Regions from separate parts of the Mus musculus genome. Here region 1 is linked to region 2. A link is a contact called in public Hi-C data. All regions are on one chromosome and are shown on one strand. The core of a region is the stretch at or near the end of the contact, and the rest is flanking DNA. Distances in the headings are between cores, read along the strand shown. Region 1 holds the start of Selenov (selenoprotein V). Region 2 has its middle 22 kb from the start of Ifnl2.

Region 1 (3,140 bases), core at 523-3,022, 200 kb after region 2:
CTTGGCTGCCCTGGAAGCCACTCACTCTGTAGATCTACTGGATTGCCAACCAAGCTAGCATCAAACTGCAGCAGCTTTCCAGCGTCTGCATCTTGCACACTGGGAATTACAGGCAGGCACCACCACGCTGGACTAGGCCTGGTCCTTTGATAGAAGGCTCACTAAAAGTTTTTAGGCTTGTGGTTATGCTGTAGCACAGGTAATTAGATTAAAATATAATTAAAATTAGCCAAGAGATTCTGGCACGATGGCACATGCCTTTAACCCCAGCTCTTGGGAGGCAGGAGCAGTGGTTGTCTGTGAGTTCAAGACAAGCCTTGTCAGAGCGAGTTTCAGGATAGTCAAGGATCCATAATGGGACCCTGTCTCAGAAAGGGGGGGAAAAAAGGCTGAGGCAGGAGGATTGTAAGTTTAAGGCTAGCCTAAGCTATATAGCTGTGTGTCTTTCTCAAAGATAACAGAAAGCAAAACAAAACAAAAAATACGTTTAAAACCCAGCCAACTAGAGAAGGGGATGTGCCAGGGTCCAGGTCAATTCCTAGTCCAAACATCTGTGTGTTCTTCCTGTGGAAGCACCCACTGCACTGACGTCTGGCAACACAGCACGTTAATGGTCACGAAATGTACATTGCATTCTGGGGCCTAGAGTCTTCATGAGGTCTTGGTCAGGCAGATAAAGTTAATAGCCCTCCTGGGGCAGAACTGACACAATGTGGCCCCAGGCTGTCATCACTATCCACGTTATTGTGGATTGGCTGGTCTATGTATGCCCCACCCCCCTTCCAGAAGGATATTCCCTGGCTTAGAAATACTGCCCCAAAGCCACAGGCAGAGGCTGACATCTCTTGAGACATCAACAGGGTTATGTGCATCCTGAGGGTTTTTTTTTGGGGGGGGGGGTGTTGGTTGGTTTTGTTTTTTTTTTTTTGTTTTGTTTTTGTTTTTTTTTTTTTACTTGAGAGTGATTTTAAACTTTTGATCCACTTGCCTCCTGAGTGCTGGAGCTACAATCCTGAGTCAACATAACTGGTTTGTGTGGCACGGGGGACTTGGACCCAGGGCTTTGTGAATGCTATGAAAACTCTATTAACTGAGCCACAACCCCTGTTAAGTCATCCTTCTGTGAGCCTCAGAATGAAGTCTAGTCGGCCTTACATGGTCACTGTCCCTGGCTCCAATCCTTGTCACCTCTGCCTTTTGCCTATACTCCACTTCTCAAACTTGTCCCCTTTCCTGGTGCCAGCTTCCACTTTATCTCCCTAACTCGGGTTCCACAGGATTGGTTGATCCAGGTCTTGTTCTAGGAGCTGGGGATACAGCATGAAGAAGACAGAGTCTCACTTTGACCACTCCCCGGGAGTAAATTGGATTATTTGTGTGGGTTGTCGCTATTTTTCTCCGGACCTCGTATCCTGCAGAGAGGTGCCTCCTTTCTGAATTATATGGGTGCTGGTATTCTCCACTGCACTGACGGTTTTAGGCTGTCACTCTCATACTGGGTGTGACCTCCTATCATGGGCAGGAAGCAAGGAGGGCAGAGATGCATTGTCCCCGGAATCCCCAGCGCTAGGAGGGCGCTTAATGAACTCAACCAGCTAAACGCATGAGTGTCAGGGTGGCAATGGGAAGCTCTAGGCAGAGTTGGCTCCTGCTGGGTGGGGATAGGGACAGGGGCGGTGTCTATTCGGTGAGATCTGAAGACAGCAGCGCCTCCCTGGCGCAGAGCTTGGAATCTCCGCCTGACTGGAACCCGGTGTAACAGTGCCTGCTCGTGGTTGCTTCGGTTTTTAGAATCCTCGGGTGCGAAAGCTCTCCTCGCTCAAGGAAGCAGGGCGAGGCGGGACGCTTAGCCTGGGGTACCCGGGTCTCACCTGGTCCCCATGAATAACAAGGCGCGGGTCCCCGCTCCCTCCTCAGTCCGGGCAAACACCCCGGCCCGGACACCCGCTCCCATCCGAACCGCGACCCCAGTCAGGGCCCCGAACCCAGCGCACAACTCGACTCCAGTCCGAACTTCCATCCGGGTCCGGGCTCCTGCCCAAGTCCCTAACCCTGTTCCAATCCGGTTCCCAACTCCAGCCCCAGTCCCTGCCCCAACCCTAACCCCAGCCCCAACTCCAGCTCCAGTCCGGCATGCAGCACCGGTGCGGACTCCAGCACCAGTCCGGGCCCCGAATCTAGGTCGGGTCTTTCCTAAGATCTCTCCAGGCAGGTTCTTCCCGAGCTTGGCCTCGCCCACGGCACAGCCCCTTTCTTCCAGGGCTGCTAGCGCTCTCTTGAAGGATCCCACACTCGCTCAAAATCAGAAACCCTCGATCCACAGCCTAGCGGAGGCCATCCAGGGGCCCCTTCCAGTGCTCACTCCCTCGTCCTCCAAGACACAAGGCTCCATACCGGACACCGCCTCTCCCATAGACTCCTTGGCTTCTACTGCCATGGCCTCCAGTACATTGGGCCCCATTCCGGGCCCCAACCCTACACTAGAGTTCTTGGCCTCCCCGCTGAAGGAAACCCCTGGTCTGGGTAAGCTCTCCACGATTTCCCCAGCACCCAGCTTCGGTTCCACTAAGGAGATCCCATCCACCAGCGAGGACGTCCCAACGCCCAACAGAATCTTGATCCGTGTGATGTACTGGTGAGGGGCTCCCCCTACCCGCGAAAGAACGGGAGCCGAGCCGGCAGATGCTGGAGCTCTGGGCGTGTGTGTGTGTGTGTGTGTGTGTGTGTGTGTGTGTGTGTGTGTGTGCAGGCCCAGGTGGGCGCGCTAGGTAGGGAGGCAGATCCACAGAGTTCTGACCACCACTTGTCTGTCCCTTTGAGATCGGTTTCCCACCCTGGCTTCTTTCATTCACTCCCACGAACCCCTGTGATTTCTGTCTTTGATCTTTCCTCACTCATTTGCATGTTTATTGACTTAAGGCTTTATTCACGCCTCTCTTCCTTCAAACGTTTGTATGAGTAACATGACTGCTGTCATTCGCTTTTATTCATTCATTGATGGGCGTTTCCCACCTGGCAGTCAGAATCATTCGTTTAGCTGCTTGATTCCTGTCTCTTAACTTCATGCATGCATTCACTCTTATTCATACATTCATTCATTCTATTGGTAGAAGCGAGAAGCTTCATCCACCTTCATCCAT
Region 2 (3,467 bases), core at 547-3,046:
TAGGGCCAACAAGATGGCTCAACAGGTAAAAGTAATAAATTACCATACAAGCCTGATGGAACCAAGAAGTATCACATTGAAAACCCACACATTGGGCTGGTGAGATGGCTCAGTGGGTAAGGGCACCCGACTGCTCTTCTGAAGGTCAGGAGTTCAAATCCCAGCAACCACATGGTGGCTCACAACCATCCGTAACGAGATCTGACTCCCTCTTCTGGAGTGTCTGAGGACAGCTACAGTGTACTTACATATAATAAAATAAATAAATAAATCTTAAAAAAAAAAATCACCCATTTCTACATTAAAAAAAAAAAAAAAAAGAAAACCCACACATTTGCCCTCCACAGGGATAACCTGTTGCACTCTGATGACACCCATTTTTCCTCTTGGAAGTCCAGGGCCCTGGCATCTGGGAAGTAGTTCTGCAGTCCTGTGACCTCAACTCAACCAATGTGAAGGAGTTCTGTAGAGTCATGTGACCTCAGGGCACTCAATCACACACATCACAACAGATCAGGTTGTGTGTGTGTGTGGGGGGGGGGTGTCTCTGCAGTGATGCTGAACCTCTGTAATCCCAGAGATTAAGAGGGTGAAGCAGGAGGATCAGGCGTTCTATGATACCCAAGGAAAAACCCTGTCTCAAACAAACTCTAAGCAGGGCATGGTGGGAGTGCCTGAATTACCCGGCAAGCATTTGGAAATTGGAGGCAGGAATACTAGGAGTTCAAGGTCCTCCTCAGCTACATGGTGGATTTGAGGCTAGTCTAGGCTATATGAGATCCTAACTCAGAATGCCAGTGTGTGTGTGTGTGTGTGTGTGTGTCTGTCTGTCTGTCTGTCTGTCTATGTATGTACCTGTGTGTCTGTGTGGTGTGGATCTGTGTTTGTGTGTATGTAGGAGCTGTAAGGATGGCTTGCTGTTTACACTGACATTTCAACACAGACAGCACTGTATCGGGTTATCTTGAGGAGTCTGCATAATCATAGGCATAAAATGCTTATAGAGGCTGAAGATTTGGCTGAAGTGGATAGAGTGCTTGCTTAGCATGCAGGAAGCCCTAGGTTTGAGGGGGTGAAGTGGCTCATGCCTGCAATTCCAGCACTCTAGAAGTGGAGGTCCAAGGATCGAGAGTTTAAGGTCACCCTTGAGTGCATAGAGAGTTCAAGGCCAGCCTGTATAAAAGTGGGGGGGGGGGCAGGGGAGCCTGTTAGTGTCATAGGCCGTTAATCCTAACCTTCAGACAAAGGCAGGAGGATCTCTGTGAGTTCCAGGCCAGCTTGAGAGTTCCAGCCTGTGAGACCCTGTCTCAAAAAAAAGAAAAAGAAAAAGAAAAAAGAAAAAAAAAAAGCCTAAGGGGGCGGGTAATAAAAAGAAAACGGCTTCTGGAACATTTCATGGAGCATAGTGACTCTCATTATTTATTACGGGGTGTGGCACAAGTCATCCAAACCCATCATCTTTCTTCTGGCACCCCCCCAAAACTCCTACATGTGTCCCCTAAGATTCCAAGAAAGGCCTCCTCCGTGCCCCAATTTCTTTAAAAACATCTCCCTCCTTGCTGTGTGCCTTCGCCATCGCTAGAATTCGGGGTGAGTCAGGGCAACTTCCTCTCCTCCCACCATCCTCTAGGTTCTGAGGATTTTCCAGTCAGGATTCCAAGCTCCTGGGTTTCTCTTTGCGACCAAGTCTTCTGTCCGTCATCCTCTGGCCCCACCCACCAGGTATCTCTCCACCCCGCCTCCTCCCCTCCTCACCCTGCCCTGCAATTACATCAGCAGAATAGTCTCGGGCAGTTCCCTGGGGAACTCTTAGACTAAGAACACCTGGGCGACGTCCCAGAGCCGTGACTGGTGCAGCCGCCTTCCTCCATCGCCAAGTCCAAACTCTCCAGAAACCCGGAATGGGCTGGAGGCATGCCTGGAGCACGGACTGGGGGACCGGACCCCAGAACTACTGACTCTGGAGCTCATCAGAGAGTATGCATGTGGGACAAGATCCCAGGCGACCCAGGCAGTGAGAATCGCTGCACCGCGGAGAGGGAATGGTTAAAACTCACGTTACTGTTCAGGAAGGATGAACCTGGGCCATTTGCTGGAAAAATGGATGCGACTGGAAAGTCTCCTGTCAAACGAAATACACCAGACTCACAAAGGCAAATATCACGATTTTCCTCTCCTGTGCAGGATCTACATTTAGCAGTGTACGTAGGAAAGCCATAAAAGCATAATTATTTGGAATAGAAAAGAGAAAAGTGGGGAGTCCTGAAGGGAGGGGAGCAAAGAAAGTCATAAACACCTGTGACTGTAGCTCCAAGAGAGTAACGCCCTCTCTGGCTGCTCTGAACACCTACATACATGTTCAAAGACAACCACACAGACACACGCATACACATAGCTAAAAATAAAAAGTAAGAGGATGGAGAGATGGCTCAGCAGTTAAGGACACTTCCTGCTCTTCCAGGGGATCTAAGTTCAGTGTTCAGCACCCACAGGACAGTGCCCACAGTAACTCCAGTTCCGGATGTCACAGGTCTTCTGACCTCCCAGGGCACGGCACACATGTAGCACACAGACACACATGCAGGTAAAACACCCACCTGCGTAAAATAAAAATAAATAAATCCTTTTTACAAGTTAAAAAGAACGTCTTAAAAAAAAGTAATAAGAGAAGCCAAGGGGTGGTGGCACATGCCTTTAATCCCAGCATTTGGGAGGCAGAGGCAAGTGGATCTCTGAGTTCGAGACCAGAGTCTGATCTACAGAGTAAGTTCCAGGACAGCCAGGGCTACACACAGAAACCCCATCTCAAAAAAAAATAATAATAATAGGAAAAAATGATACACATAATGATGTAATAATAAAACCCATTATTCTATATACTAACTAAAAAGAGTTCCTAAAGGAAAAATCCTTCCTCCCCCAAAAGGTCATGCACAGACCAACAGCATCATTTGGTGAGAGTCAGGAAAGTCTCTTGTTGGGCACAGTGGCATGAATCTGCAGCCCCAGCCACTCAGGAAGTGGGGCAGGAAGATTGCTTGAGCTCAGGAGTTTGATGACAGCCTAGGGAACATAGCCTGTCTCAAAGTAAAATACAGGAAAAGGAAAGGGGCTGGGGAGATGGCTCAGTGAGTAAGAGCACTGGCTTCTCTTCCAGAGGACTCATGCTCAATTCCCAGCACCCACATGGTAGCTCACAACTGTTGATAACTCCAGTTCCAGAGGATCCCCGGTACTAGGTATGCACAAGGTACACATATATGTGCATGTAGGCAAAATATTCATACATGTAAAATAAATCCTTTTTAGAAAGAAAAGAAGGAAGGGAGGGAGGCAGGGAAGAAGGAAGGAAGAGAGGGAGGAAGGAAGAAAGGAAGGAAAGAAAGAAGGAGGGAAGGAAGGAAAGAAGGAAGGAAGGAAGGAAGGAAGGAAGGAAGGAAGGAAGGAAGGAAGAGAAAAGCCAGCAA

Evidence for each region. Hi-C and Micro-C count contacts between places; a contact is called where the count stands out from the background.
Region 1: a Hi-C map of embryonic stem cells shows a contact between it and region 2, with 3 times the contacts expected there. The contact joins the promoter of Selenov here to the enhancer-like site in region 2. A contact is called at or near these places in 1 of 484 Hi-C or Micro-C datasets (embryonic stem cells) and 3 of 9 other capture datasets (adipose tissue, liver and pancreatic islet).

What each region holds. Positions count from the first base shown.
Region 1 is chr7:28,289,818-28,292,957 of GRCm38.p6, reverse strand. Selenov (selenoprotein V) reads left to right here and starts at 1,772. Exons shown (of 6, transcript NM_175033.4): 1 at 1,772-2,635. The coding sequence starts at 1,881.
Region 2 is chr7:28,486,515-28,489,981 of GRCm38.p6, reverse strand. No RefSeq gene overlaps it. Among named protein-coding and RNA genes, the nearest start is that of Ifnl2, 22 kb to the left of the region's middle. Within about 2 kb of position 1,796, at least 43 of the 459 cell types and tissues checked have an H3K27ac peak or open chromatin away from gene starts, as enhancers often do. A contact at or near this core is called in embryonic stem cells, where this site is marked.